3 separate regions of the Macaca mulatta genome follow, and all the other regions are linked to region 2. A link is a contact called in public Hi-C data. All regions are on one chromosome and are shown on one strand. The core of a region is the stretch at or near the end of the contact, and the rest is flanking DNA. Distances in the headings are between cores, read along the strand shown.

Region 1 (4,201 bases), core at 486-2,985, 120 kb after region 2:
GAGGAGGCTGCCAATAGACCATGATTGAGCAAAGGAAAGGAGTGAAATAGTTATTTCTCACTGTTTGCAACCCCAGAAACTCCAAATGAGTGGCTCCTTCACCATGATTTTTAGAAATGGACCATGAGTTCCTTTTACCATCCGGAGTAAAAATCCCAAAGCCTCTTGTGCGGTAGGTCTGGCTTATATTTACACGTGTTTTCTAACAGCATACTGAAATTTGGAAGCCAAATAAAAAAGAAGTTGTCAATGAGGTACACACATAGTAGTTAGGGGCCCTCAAGTTGAGACATGTTTATTAAGAGTTTCTGGCTCTGGGCACTAACTGTGACTTCAGCTCAGTTCTCCTGGAAAAAGAGAACTGTTTGGGATCCTCCTCTATTCCAAGAACAGGGACTGCAAGATGGGCAGGTGGAGGGGTAGCAAACATAACCCAGGGAATTGTCCAAATATGCTAGAACCCCTATCTGGTGACAGCCCCCACACAGACACACAGCTGGAGGAGGCACAGTGTACAGGCCTCACACCTACACCACGGAGAAGCTTCGATTTTTCTCCTTCCTCTCAACTCGGCACTCGTTATGTTAAAACTATCACTACTATCCAATTAGTTAATTTACAGGAATCCAAGATCAAGTCCTGCCACAGCCCCTTCATATATACACAGTAAGCACTTCCTATGGATGCTATCAGGCCTGTTTCCAAACCTCACATTATACCAGGGTTGTAGTGCGATTTAAAAAAAAAAAAAAAATGCATTTTAAAGAGTACCGCAAGATGCTTATTCACAACAACACACCGGAAGCGCAGCAACTTTGAGCTCCCAAAAGCAACCTTTTTTCCCTTCCCTCCACTACTTCTACTCCCCGCGCCGCCACACCGGCTGGGCAGTAGCTCAGCCCACTAGAAGGCAACCAGGCACAAGCCGCGTTCACTAAACGCTAGATGATCACGATGGAGCTGAACCCTTCCCAGCCAGATCTATTCGAAAAGCCCTGCAATCTCTGAGCAGCCCGTGAGAACTCTCCAGACCTGCTTCCCCAAACCAGCCACGCAGGAGCGTGTGGGGAAGAAACCCGAGGCCCCCAGGCTGGGCCCGGCGCAAGGTTCCCCCTCCCCCAAGTCTCCCCTCGCTCTCCTGTCACTCTTTCTGGCACATCACTGGGGAAAACCAGAGAGGCCGGGAGATGTCAGGCCTAGGAGGAGTGAGGAGGAGGGAGAAGGGACAAGGGAGGACGGGAGGTAGTTTGCGGGAAATATCAGTCCAGGGCAGAGGTGCGGTGGCCACGTCTAGTGGGGAAGGACCTCCAAGGTGGATCCGGAGAGACTGAGGGAAGGGGAGGGGAGAGAAGGGGAGGGGGAGTGGCTGGGGAGGCCGGGCCGCCGAGGCCGGAGGGAACCTGGCGACAGGGATGGAGGGGGTTGACCGGCACGGGGAAGGTGCGGTCGGGGTGCGGGGGTACGGGTGGGGAGGCGGGGGCGGGGGGAGCCCTGTTCCCCTCCCCCAGCCCGGGCCCGGGCCTCCCGCTGACTCAGCCCCACGGCGTCCGTCGCCTCTGCCCGGACTCACAGTGCGCGAGGCGGCTCCGGCGGAGGCGGCGGGGGAGGGGACAGGTGGTGGGGGCGCTGCGGCAGAGGCTGCGGTCCCGGCCGGCGGCTCCGGGGCGAAGGGTCCTCGCTGAGGCCGCCGCGGTCTCCGGCTTCAACGCACAGAGACTGCGGGGGACGAGGGCACTGCGCAGGCGCGATGCGGCCGCCGCTGTCAGTCCGAGCGGGGCGGGGCCAGGGCACCCGCCGTCTCCAAGGCAACTGAGCGGCGGGAGGAGGACAGCCCCTACCTCCACCTTGCCTTAGCGACTGCGGCGGGAGGCGGGGGGCGACGGGAACAGGCCCATTGCGTTGCCGTAGCAACGAGGAGACGAGACCGCCTCAGACGTGTGCGGCGGTACCGAGGGAACGCGCCTACCTCGTCACCATAGCAACTGGGAACAGCCCCTTCCTTTTTCCTTGGCAACAGGGTAACAATCCCTCCGCCCTGTCTCATCACGGGAGGAACAACCGTGTACACCTGATTCCAGTAGCTGGATGACGGATTTTCATCTTTTATGGCTACGGAAAAGGAAAAAGAGACGTTTTCTTCTCTTTCAGCGACATGGAAGAGCTAAGGCTGGGTTTTATCTCCTCTCTTGGTGTGCGGGTTCCAATCACAGTCTTTTTCTCTAATCCCCAAATTCATTTTTTTTTCTTTTTCTTTGGGACGGAGTTTCACTCTTGTCCCCCAGGCTGGAGTGCAATGGCGCGATCTTGACTCGCTGCAACCTCCGCCTCCTGGGTTCAAGCCATTCTCCTGCCTCAGTCTCCCGAGTAGCTGGGACTACAGGCGCGCGGCACCACACCAGGCTATTTTTTTTTTTTTTTTTTTTTTTTTTTTTTTTTTTTAGTAGTAGTAGAGATGGGGTTTCACCATGTCGGCCAGGCTGGTCTCGAACTCCAGACCTCAGATGATCCACCTGCCTCGGCCTCCCAAAGTGGTGGGATTACAGGCATGAGACACCGTGCCCAGCCCAATTTTTTCTACCTGTTTTAAACATCCCCTTTCATCTCCTACCAGAGAGTGTACACCTTTACCCTTAAATCGAGCTAACGAAATCGTCTATCTACAGATCACTTGAGTTTTTGTCAGCCTTATTGTTTCTCTCCCATTTGCAAGGATAAAAACCTCTTATTTCTTCATCTTGCTCACTATCTGGTTTGCAGTCTACTTCCTCATAACTAGCTCCCTCTGACATGTCCATTTGTGTTCCCGAATTCCCTCCCCCAATCGTGCTGTTATGGATCTCCTAGGTTCTTCTGGATCCCGCCGTTTCTCTCCACGCTTGCTGTCCTTGTCCTGCACTGCTCTGCCTAGGGCTCCAGTATGTTCTTTTCCCCTGTGACTTCAACATCTTGGTTCTCTTTGTGCTGATGTCTTCTGGCTCTTCCTCCCTCAGCCCTGACTCCCGTGGATGCCTTGAGGTCACCTTTGTACCCACCCTGTACATTCCTCCTTTCTTACACACACCTTACACTAGTCATTTGTTTACGTGTCTGTGTCTCCAATCAGACTATGTGACCCTGGTGGGCAGGAATTCTGTCTTTTTCATCAGCTCCCTCAGCATCCACCACAGCATGTGACCCATAGTAGATTCTGAGAAATGTTTATGTAATTGAATCAAATGAAGACGAATGTTTTCCTTCTTCTTTTCTCTGGCCTAACTGCCTCAGAGTCTCAATCCCCATTTTTCTAATACCTTTACACATAGTTTGTCTTTTAGTACTATGCTACTATTAAAAGTCTCTCATCTCCTTAGCTTTCCATCCTGTTAATTGAGACTCTGGCATTCTCTATTTCCTGAATCCTTGCCTCTAGCACTTCTCTATTCTACACTATCCCAAATGTTTCTACTAAGGTAAATTTCCTCACTGGGTACCAACCCCGTGACTCCCGTACCCTCCATAATCAGCGTAAGCTCTTCACACCTAACCATCCTGATCATCCCGTAACCAACTCTAATCAAGCCCTTTTGGTGAATGTTACTGGATTCTGCTGGGCTTGTTGACATGCCAGAGATGCTGCATTCTCTTCAAACAACTCAAAAGCAAGAACTCACAACCTAGCATTATCTTCCAAATCTCCCTGTCTAGCTCCCACAAATTCCACCGCAGGACTATTGGTGCCAAAGCACCCCAACTGAGCCCATTTTCTTGGGGAAAAAAGAAGGAAAAAAGTTACAAATAGAGTGAGAAAAGAGAAGGGACACAGCACATAGTCTCTTCTTCCACCTAAAGTAATTCTCAGAAAGGAGAGAGCTCTTTGTAGACAATAATTCCCCAAACAAATCAAGGGGTTAGGAGTGTAAAAACTCAGGCTACACTTTTTTCTAGCCAGAGAGTTGGACAACTGAAGCTGTTTCTAACCGCATCTGCAGGGTATCTGGGTGTCACCAAGGCAACAGGGAAATTGCATGCTCAGTTTATCTTGCTTTCCCATTCTGAAGTTGCAGCTCAGCTTCATTGTTACGGTGTAGACTTGGGTGGGAGACTGCCTTGAGTAATCCTGAGAAGAGGCTATGATCCTTGTAACCCCACCCCTTTGTCACACACAAGGTAGAGGCCCATTCTACAAAGAGTTCCTTTATACCCTTCACCCAGATTCTCTACA
Region 2 (4,824 bases), core at 465-2,964:
AAATCAGCTGGATGCAGTGGCTCACGCCTGTAATCCCAGCACTTTGAGAGGTCAAGGCAGGAGGACTGCTTGAGCCCAGGAGCTCAAGACCACCCTGATCAACATAGTGAGAAACCATCCCTACACAAAATTTAAAATACAGCTCTGACGGTGACGTGCGTGTGTAGTCCCAGCTACTCAGGAGGCTGAGGTGGGAGGATCACTTGAGTCTGGGAGGTCAAGGCTGCAGTGAGCATGGTTGCGCCGCCACTGCACTCCAGCCTGGAGGACACAATGAAACCCTGTCTCAAAAAAAAAAAAAAGAACCAACAAGTGACTTCAGTTTCCAGCAGACAACTGAGAAGGATGTTTCCACTACTAAACAGTGTTCACTGACCTTTGTGAAGAGGACTTCTGGTAAACTCCTCTTGGAATTTAGCACCAGGAAAAAGCTTGCTGGGGCTCATGAATCAGTTCTATCCATACATAAACCATGACATCTCATGTTTGCCTCCAGTACCAGCAAGCTCTGAGCTATAGTCAAAGCTCAAATACCACGGTCTTAAATGTTCTGCAACAGTGTAACTGTACATACTTTTTACTGTAAACTACCTCAAATCTTTCTCAGGAATAGGTGCGAGATATGTGTGATAAATAAGTTAGAAGTAAATGTTGATGAGAGGCAAGTGGGTTTAAAAAGAAGCAGCAGAAGCAGGAAACGGGTCCTGCACCTTGGTAGCTGTGTGCCCCTGGATAAGCCCCTTCGTCTCTGAATCTATACTTGCTTATCAGTAAAATGGGGATCCTGATGCCTGACACCGTCCCTAAGTTGAAATGGAAATTGGCTAACACAATGCTATTAAATCCTGGGTCGTCTTATTAAAGACCTCATTCCTTCCTCTCTTCTCTCATACTGGGAGCCCCCCCAGGACTCCCGGGTAGAGGGCGCCGGTCCGGCCTTGAAGCTGGGCTCTCAGGGCCTCACTGCGGGGTCTCTGCAGCCTCGGTCGCTGGCACAAATGCTGGACTGCAGCAGCCGCTGGGGTCCCCTAGGGGACCTGGGCGCCCCTACCTTATCTCTGAGTCCTCCTTAGGGTACTTGTCCACCAGGCTGATGACGTCCAGCACCACTAGCCCCACGCACAGGATCTGCTTCTCTTCCATGAGGCTGATCCCAGAGCTTCCTGCCCGCCCGACTGACGGGTTCCTCCCGGCCTCTGCCTGTTATCCAGGAGGATGGTGTCCTCGCTCCCAGCTGCCCTGGCTCCTCCTCCGCGTGGGAGCTCCTCCTCCAGGGAGCCACCTGCAGCGGCGAGGGGTGCAGGAAACGAAAGGAGCTGGGCCTTTGCTCCCGACACCCGAAGACCCAAGCTGGCCTGGGAAAGCCAACCCGGAGGTCTTGGCCCCCGGTCTTCCCGTAGCAGGTTGCCTGGGCCTGCAGATGGCAACGCCTCCCACTTCTCAGCCTCAGTTTCCTCGCTTGTCAGATGGACTCGGAGCTGATGCAAACCTTTCTAAAGCGCGGCTAAGCGATCTCGAGAATGCAAAGAGAAAATGCGCTGGAAATGCGCTACGTGCCCCGCCCTCTGCTGCACCTGCGTCTCGGACTCCCGACCCTGGGCCCGCGAGGTAGAGCTGGGCCTGCATCTGCAGCCCTGCCTGAAGACCGTGGTCGCGGCTGCCCGGCCCCGCCCGGGTTAGTCCCAGCCGAGGCCACGCCTCCGCCGCGGAGCAGCGGGACCCGCCGGGTGGGCGGCAGCCTCACGTGGCGGGAACGCCGAGCGCCCCCTGGCGGACGCCGGCGAAATGGGCGGGACGCTAGGGAGATGTCGCAGAAGCGGGGCAGGCGCCGCTTGCTGCCTGAGCCAACCGCCAGCAGCCCCGAGCCGGGCGGAGGCGGCGAGCGCAGTGCGGTACCCGGGGTTCCCTCCGGAGGCCACGGTCTCTCCCGCCCCGTGCCCTGTGCACGCCTGGCAGCCCCCGACCCCGTACCGGAGCAGAACGGTTCGTTTAGTTTTTTTTAGAAAAACCAAGTGTCTTTATTCCTGGATCGTTTAGTACGGCGGTGGGCGGCGCCCGCGCGGGGGAGCCTGGAGCCCCAGGGACTCTGCCTGGAGGGCCACTGGAGGGAGCGGAGGGTGCGAGGATCGGCTCTTCCGCAGGCCGGCCCTGGAGGGGTTCCGGAGGTATCGCGCCAGGCCAAAAGTCTCCATGGGCGGCCCCGGGCCTCCCTGAGCCGGCGCGCCCCGGGCCTGGGGAGAGGCCCCTCTGGGCGCGGTGCCGCTGCGGGCCCGGGTGCGGCGCTCGCCCAGGGCTGGGTGCTGCGTCCCAGGCGGGACCCCGGGAGCCTGCCGCCCCCGCTGTCTCTTCAGCCGGCGTAGACACGTCGGGCGGGACCCCAGTCTACGCGTGTTCAAGCTCTGGGTCCCCATAGAGCAGGGCCCCGCTGAAGATGGTGAGCGGCTCCTCCGAGTGCGCCAGCTGCCCCATGACCAAGTCGACGCAGACCGTGTCCCCGGCCTGCAGCGGCAGGATGAGGCTGAAGACGCCCAGGGTGCCCGGGCTGGGCTGGCTCTCGGCCACCGGCTTATTCTCCAGGCCCTCGGGCTCGTAGCCGCCGGAGTCTACGCGGGCCACGCCCTGGTTGGAGCGGGACAGCACGGCCTCCACTTTCTCGTGCCGGTGCCCAGTCAGCACCGCGCTCAGCAAGTAGCGTCCGGCCAGTGGCGCTGTGAACACGCCTGGGAACAAGGATAGCAGTCAGGGGGGCCAGGGAAGCTCCGGGGAGCGCACCAGAACTCCTGGACTCTGGAGGGACCCGCTGGGTCTTTTCCCCTCACTGGAATGCAAGCAGCAGGGAACTTGGGGCTTTGTTCACTATGCATCCCCAGCCCTTAAAACAGTGCCTGGGCAGGAGCAGACCCCAGTAGAGATCTGCTGAATGAATGAATGAATGAATGACTACTACTTCTCCCCACTGGCTGAGAATGAATAAATGAAGAAAGAGCCGAGGTCTCCCCAAATCAGAGAATGAAAAGATTCACACTGTCGGAAGAGGCAAGAATGGGAAGATAACACTGCACACCTTACCCATTTCTCCAACTGTTCAACCCAGCCCCTCCCAGGCCTACCTGTCTCTGGATCATAATAGCCTCCATCATTGAGCAGGACTCTGTCGAAGGGGACCGTGCCTGGTTCAGACCGGGGCAAACTCAGGGCAGCTGAAAATGCCACTCGGGGCACAGGGGCTGCTGGTGCCCCCTCCACTCCTGAGCAGGAAGGGTGGGTGTTAAAGGGGATGCTCAGGGCAGAGTGCCAGCCCCCTTCCCCTGCTGGATCCCCAGCCCAGGGCTGCCCGAGGACCTCCATCCTCCAACCCCTAGTCGCTTCTCCCCCAAGAATCAAATGAAAGGCACTCACCCTGTTCACCTTGAGGACCTGTGAGAAGAGGAAAGGGAGCAGTGAGAAGTAAAGCAGCTCTCACTAAGTCACTCAGCAAACATCTGCTGAGGCTCTCCTGTTGTGCTGGGTGCTACATGGACTTCAAAGAAGGAATTGGGGTATCAAGAAAAATAGGAATAGGTAGGGTCCATTCTGTTCAACTGCTGGGCCATCCCAGCTTTTCACACCCCAGTCAGCCATAATAGACTCAGCTTTAGTCTCCAGTACTGCAGTGGGGCCAACATTATCCATTAGCCTCCTATTACCCATTAACCAAACACAGTGACTATCACAGTTCCTCCTCACTTTCCTCTGATTTTCCCTATCAGTCAAGTAGGACCCAATTCCCCTTGTCAAGTTCAGAGTGGAATGTCAAGCCTGGGGCTGCCAGAGGGGGTCAGGGTTGGAGGGTGGGCAGTGGCAACCCTGACTGCAGCAAGGGTCTCAGTGCACATACCTGGTGGCCCAATGGGCCCCTCTTGCCCGTCCTTGCCTGGCGATCCTGGAGGTCCAGCAGGGCCTGGGGGCCCCTGCAGCCCAGGAGGCCCTGGGGGCCCAGCCTCTCCTGCAGGCCCTACAGTGACAAAATTGAGTTGAAAGAGGGCCATAAAAGGAGTTTCCAATGGGTAAGGAAGGTGGGTGGTGGCTTCATGAACAGGGAGAAGATAGATGGAACAGGTGGAGCTTTGCAGACTGAGGGGGCGATGGGGTCCCTTGCTGCATATGCTGGATCCCTGGCTGGCACAGCAACATCCTCTCTCCACCCACAGGCCTAGTGAGCAGCCAGAGGGAGGGCAGGGAGCTAGGACCTTGCATCCTCTCTTGCAGGCAAACTCTAACACCTGGAATAGTGGTTGGGGCTGCAATTCATGCTGGGAAAAGCAAGGAGAAAGCAGATGAGTTGGAAGCTGGGCTGGGGGAGGGGGAAGAAAAATAAGGGGCTTGAAAGGGGTCCCCTCATGCCTTTTGTCCCCTCACCAGTGAGGTCCTTCAGGCTAAGCTGGTGCAGACGGTCCTCCAGGAGCTGTAGGGAGCTGTTAAGGGCACCGAGCCGCCTGCCCAGACCCGCCTGTCCCCCCACCAGCTTCTCCAACAGGGCTGCCTGCGTCTGGCTGGTGGTGTTGGTTTCCCGTAGCCCGGCCCAGAGCCCAGCCACGTGTCTGGAAAGGCCCTCGCGCAGGCCCTGCAGTCCCCCAGCCACAGTGTCCAACCGTTCACAGACACCCTCAAGACGGCCCAATCGCCCCTCTAGGCTGGGGCACTGGCCGGCCTGTGCCTGTCCCTCCTCCAGGACTCGGAAGCGCTCCTCACTCTCCGTAGCATGCTCTGTGGCCTCCTGCTGCAGCCTATTAATCTCAGAAATAATGCGGTCTTTGGTGGCCCCCAGGTCAGCCAGATCAGCGC
Region 3 (4,688 bases), core at 1,288-3,787, 110 kb before region 2:
CCAGGCTGCTTTCAAACTCCTGGGCTCAAGCCATCCAGTGGCCTCAGCCTCCCAAAGTGCTGGGATTATAGGTGTGAGCTACTGCACCCAGCCAGGAAGTCCTTTCTCAGCTTGAAGCTCAGAAGTCATAAAATAAGTGATTTCTAAATTTCACTATATAAAAATTAAACATCAGACTAATTATTTTAGTATATAAAGAATTCCAACAAATTAGCAAGTAAAAGGCCTATAGTTAATAAAATAATAAGCAAAAATGTAGACAGTTCACAGAAAAGAAAATACAAATGTCTTTTAGTATATAAAAACTTCATCCCCTAGTAAGACAAGTGAAAAGCATACTACTATGAGATATTCCTTTCACCTCTCAGAATGGCAAAGTTAAAAAAATTTTGATAATACACTGCTGACCAGGGTATGGCAATGCATTTTTGGCAGGAGTGCAAATTGGTAAAATTGCATTGAGGTCAATTTGGCAGTAGCCATCAACATCCCAGTATTTTTTTTTTTGAGGCAGAGTCTTGCTCTGTCACCCAGGCTGGAGTACAGTGGCACAATCTCAAATCACTGCAACTTCTGCCTCCCAGGTTCAAGCAATTTTCCTGCTGCAACCTCCCAAGTAGCTGGGATTACAGGTGGGCACCACCACGCCTGGCAAATTTTTCTATTTTTAGTAGAGACAGGGTTTCACCATGTTGACCAGGGTGATCTTGAACTCCTGACCTCAGGTGATTTCCCCGTCTTGGCCTCCCAGAGTGCTGGGATTACAGGCATGAGCCACCGTGCCTGGCCCAATATCCCAGTACTTCAGATATGGCAATTCTGTTTTTAGCATTTTTATGCCACAGACTTACCCACACACAGGCACAAAGGTGTATATGGAAGGGTAATTATGACAAGGTTCTTTTTGTCCTAAAAAAATAACAAATTGGGAGGAAAATGACATGTCTGTCTCAGACTGTATTCTTGGTTGCAAGTGGCAGATGTGACTCTGGTTGGTGAGCTAAAAGTGACTTGCTATAAAGACAAGTGTTGAGAGGGATGAAGCATAGACTTGATGCTAAACCTCAAGAAATAAAGCCGCAAACCACACATAGAAATAGCCAGATGAAGAAAACACCCGGAATGTTGAGCTGCCACCAAGAACTCCAAGCCGCAATTTGGACTGCTGACAAGAACTTGACTGTAGCCACAACTGTAACTCATGCTGGGGCTACCAATATCCCTTCTGCAGCAGGAACTTGCTTTATAGCCCCTACTGCTCTCAAAACTATAGCTTGTGGTGCATTCTTGCCAGCAAAATGGATGCCCTTCCCACAGCCCATTTCCTCCTAGGGACTACTTCTGATTTGGAGACTGGCAAGGGTGCAACTGGACAGATCTGGGGAGCTTCAAAGGAGACTGGAGAGTGAGTTTTTCTAAAAACATTAGAAGCATTCCAAAGGAGCTGGTGAGGCAAGAAACATGACGCATGTCCATCACACTGTCTCTCAATAGGATATTGGCTAATACCTTGTCGCACATCCATGCATCAGAACCCCAGGCAGCCCTTGAACAGAATGAGATAGTTTTAAAAGTGATGATGTGTGAGAATCTCCAAGGTTTGGCCAATGCGTATTATGTTCTACCATTGGTATTAAAAAGGGAGCTATACATATTTATATGGTTGTCCACGTATACAAAACCCTAGAAGGATATGCAAGAATCTGATAATAATGGTTGTTTCTAGAGAAGAAAAAGGGAGACTAGAAGGGAAGGGAGACTTATTGGTGTGAATTCTATATATGCTGTGTATATATATAATCTATGCAAAATTTTTTAAAATAAAATGTTTGTGGCCGGGCTTAGTGGCTCACACGTGTAATCCTAGCACTTTGGGAGGCCAAGGGGAGTGGATCACCTGAGGTCAAGAGTTGGAGACCAGCCTGGCCAACATGGTGAAACCTCATCTCTACTAAAAATACAAAAATTAGCTGGGCATGGTGACGGGTGCCTGTAATCCTAACTACTCGGGAGCCTGAGGCAGGAGAATCACTTGAACCCAGTAGGCAGAGATTGCAGGGAGCCAATATGGCGCCATTGCACTTCAGCCTGAGCGACAAAGCAAAAACTCCTCAAAAAAAAAAAAAAAAGTTTGCCATATGTCAGAATTGTGCTGTTAAACATTCGATAAATTGCATTCATTTTAGAGTGTTTAGAAATAAAACAAATGAACAGTGGGTACTATCCACACTGTGATCAAAAGTGACAGCACAGATGCCATAGATGCTAATGATATCTCAGGATCACCAACCCCAGCTTCTGGGCTAAAGGTTGCCCTTCTAATGTCTACAATTGTGAAACAGCAGCCATCTGTCCCACAGAATTGGCCTGCCTGGCTAGCACTTCCTCATGAAGCCAGTTCAGATCTCTGAAGCTGTTAATGACAGCGAGGACACAGAGAACTGTTAGCAAGAACAGCCAATTCATCCTGTCTCCTGCCCACTTCTCAAAGTCTGTGGGAGGGTTTCTGTGATTCCTAAACTGTGAGAAGTTGAGACAGACCCGTGCAACACTTTTGGACCAGTGGATCTTCTAATAATATAATTTTGTTTATTTGAGTGAGATAAGTTTCTTTAGCCGAGTTCTGGGTCTACTAACCACAGCAATTTAATACTTGTTGAGTGAGCTTCAAAAACTTTCAGCTAAATCATTGAGGGTGCTTTCAGCAGCACAAACAGAACACCCAACTAAAAGTGACTCAAACTGAGGACATTCATTATTTCCCATAAAAGGCCTGGAAAAGAGAATCCCCGAGCTGCCTAATTCAGAAGTTCCACAATGTCATAGTTCTGGCTCAGTCTCTCTGACTTTCTCGTGACTTTCCCTTCCCGGTGACAAGATGATCTCCGCTGTTCCCAGCACCATATCTTCACGTGATGATCACTGAAGGCAGGAAGCATAAGGAACACACACTCTCTCTGTTTTTAATTAGGGAGGAAAATCTTTCTCAGAAGCCCTTGGAAGATTTCTCCTCTACTCCAATTGGTCAGAACTGTGTTATGAGCCCACCCCCAACCAATCACTAGCAACGAGGAGAGGATTAACACTCTGCTCAATCGAAGTTCATCCTCAGTGCCTGGGGTTGCCTATTCATTGTTTATCTGAAATTCAGTTTCAATTGGGCATCCTGTATTTTTTTGTTGTTGTTTTGTTTTGTTTTGTTTTTGTTTTTTGAGACAGAGTCTCGCTCTGTCACCCAGGCCAGAGTGCAGTGGCGCGATCCCGCATGCTCCGCCTCCCGGGTTCACACCATTCTCCGCTTCAGTCTCCTGAGTAGCTGGGACTACAGGCGCCCGCCACCGCACCCGGCTAATTTTTTGTATTTTTAGTAGAGACAGGATTTCACCGTGTTAGCCAGGATGGTCTCGATCTCCTGACCTCGTGATCTGCCCGCCTCGGCCTCCCAAAGTGCTGGGATTACAGGCATGAGCCGCCGCGCCCGGCCAACATCCTATATTTTTATTTCTAAATCTGGCCAACCCTACAGGGGGACAACACCTCCATCTTTTCAGTTCCAGTTTACACAGCCCAGCATTTTCACATAAGCATAAGGGTGGCTAGTATCGTGTGCGTGTGGGGGGGTGTGTGTGTGTGTGTGTGCTTTTTGGAGGCAGTGGTTGGGGGTGGGGTTGGAAGGGAGGCAGCAGGGGGAGATCAAAGATCACAGTTTTATAATATTACAGAGTAAAATAAAAATGCTCAGAGTCGGCTGACTAAGATGAACAGGGACAGTGTTTTTAAAACTAAGATGTGTATAGGGCATGTTACCAGTTTACATTTGTGCCATCCAAAATTTTAAAAACCACCACCTAGTGTTCTGTAGCTTTGCTGCAGCACCCAGAAGAGAGTGAAACACAGGCCAGCTGCTTCCTGAGACCCTGGAGTTATCTCTGTTTGGAAGACACTTAATTGAGTATGACTGCCTTTTCAAAGACCCCTTGGGACTGAAGATCAAGGTGCTGTAGAAATGATGAGGAGGAAAGGCAATGTTTCCTATGGGAGTCAATGCTATTTCAACACTATTTTTATGAGCTTCCATAAGGGGGTGATTACAATGTAGGTAATGAAAAGGCCTTTTTGGGTGCTGATTATATGTGTGAATACTGGGATGCTACTCATAGACATACAGAAACCCACAACCCTTTTGCCAGATCTCCAGCTTACCACTGTCAGTGGGCTGCCCCAGCTCTCACAGCCCCCACGTAAAACCACTTGTCTGTCAGACTGTGTGAACTCTGTTTCATCACAGCCCAAGTAGCACTGGCAATTCTGGCAGCCGGACTGGAAACCATGTGGCAGTCCTTTTAAGTGTGTCTCCCTTGGAACCAAAAAATCCAATGGCTTTCATGGAGACAATTATTGGGAACGTGACTGGTAAACACCTATATTTTCTGTCAGAGAACCTGGCCCCAGAGATAGACTTATATGCATTCATGAAAAAGCAGTATTCATTTCCTAAACTATATTTATGTTGTAGACTTGATTAAAGAAGAGCTTCTGTAAGTGAACACGAAAGACTGAATATGCATTTATCTGTTCCCTCCCAAATCCCCACTGTAATAACAGTAAAGAAATAAAAGGACCATAAACTCACAGGGTTAAAGAGAAGGGAAAAATTATGACAGGAGTCAAAATATGTCAACACAATT

What was found. A called contact is a pair of places that touch in the nucleus more often than the background predicts.
Region 1: a contact with region 2 is called in a Hi-C map of liver, with 2.9 times the contacts expected there. The contact joins the promoter of MAPRE3 here to the promoter of KHK in region 2. A contact is called at or near these places in 2 of 14 Hi-C or Micro-C datasets (fetal cortex germinal zone and liver).
Region 3: a Hi-C map of liver shows a contact between it and region 2, with 3 times the contacts expected there. The contact joins the enhancer-like site here to the promoter of KHK in region 2. A contact is called at or near these places in 4 of 14 Hi-C or Micro-C datasets (cortical neurons, fetal cortex germinal zone, fetal cortical plate and 1 more).

Annotation. Positions count from the first base shown.
Region 1 is chr13:98,029,615-98,033,815 of T2T-MMU8v2.0, forward strand. MAPRE3 (microtubule associated protein RP/EB family member 3) reads right to left here and starts at 1,736. Exons shown (of 8, transcript XR_013402945.1): 1 at 1,571-1,736.
Region 2 is chr13:97,912,760-97,917,583 of T2T-MMU8v2.0, forward strand. KHK (ketohexokinase) reads right to left here and starts at 1,715. Exons shown (of 8, transcript XM_077959977.1): 1 at 1,052-1,715. The coding sequence starts at 1,143. It overlaps EMILIN1 (elastin microfibril interfacer 1), which reads right to left. Exons shown (of 8, transcript NM_001260908.1): 4 at 4,399-4,824; 5 at 3,878-3,994; 6 at 3,400-3,417; 7 at 3,111-3,248; 8 at 2,024-2,720. The coding sequence ends at 2,383.
Region 3 is chr13:97,801,849-97,806,536 of T2T-MMU8v2.0, forward strand. No RefSeq gene overlaps it. Among named protein-coding and RNA genes, the nearest start is that of SLC5A6, 27 kb to the left of the region's middle. Within about 2 kb of position 2,538, at least 5 of the 40 cell types and tissues checked have an H3K27ac peak or open chromatin away from gene starts, as enhancers often do. A contact at or near this core is called in liver, where this site is marked.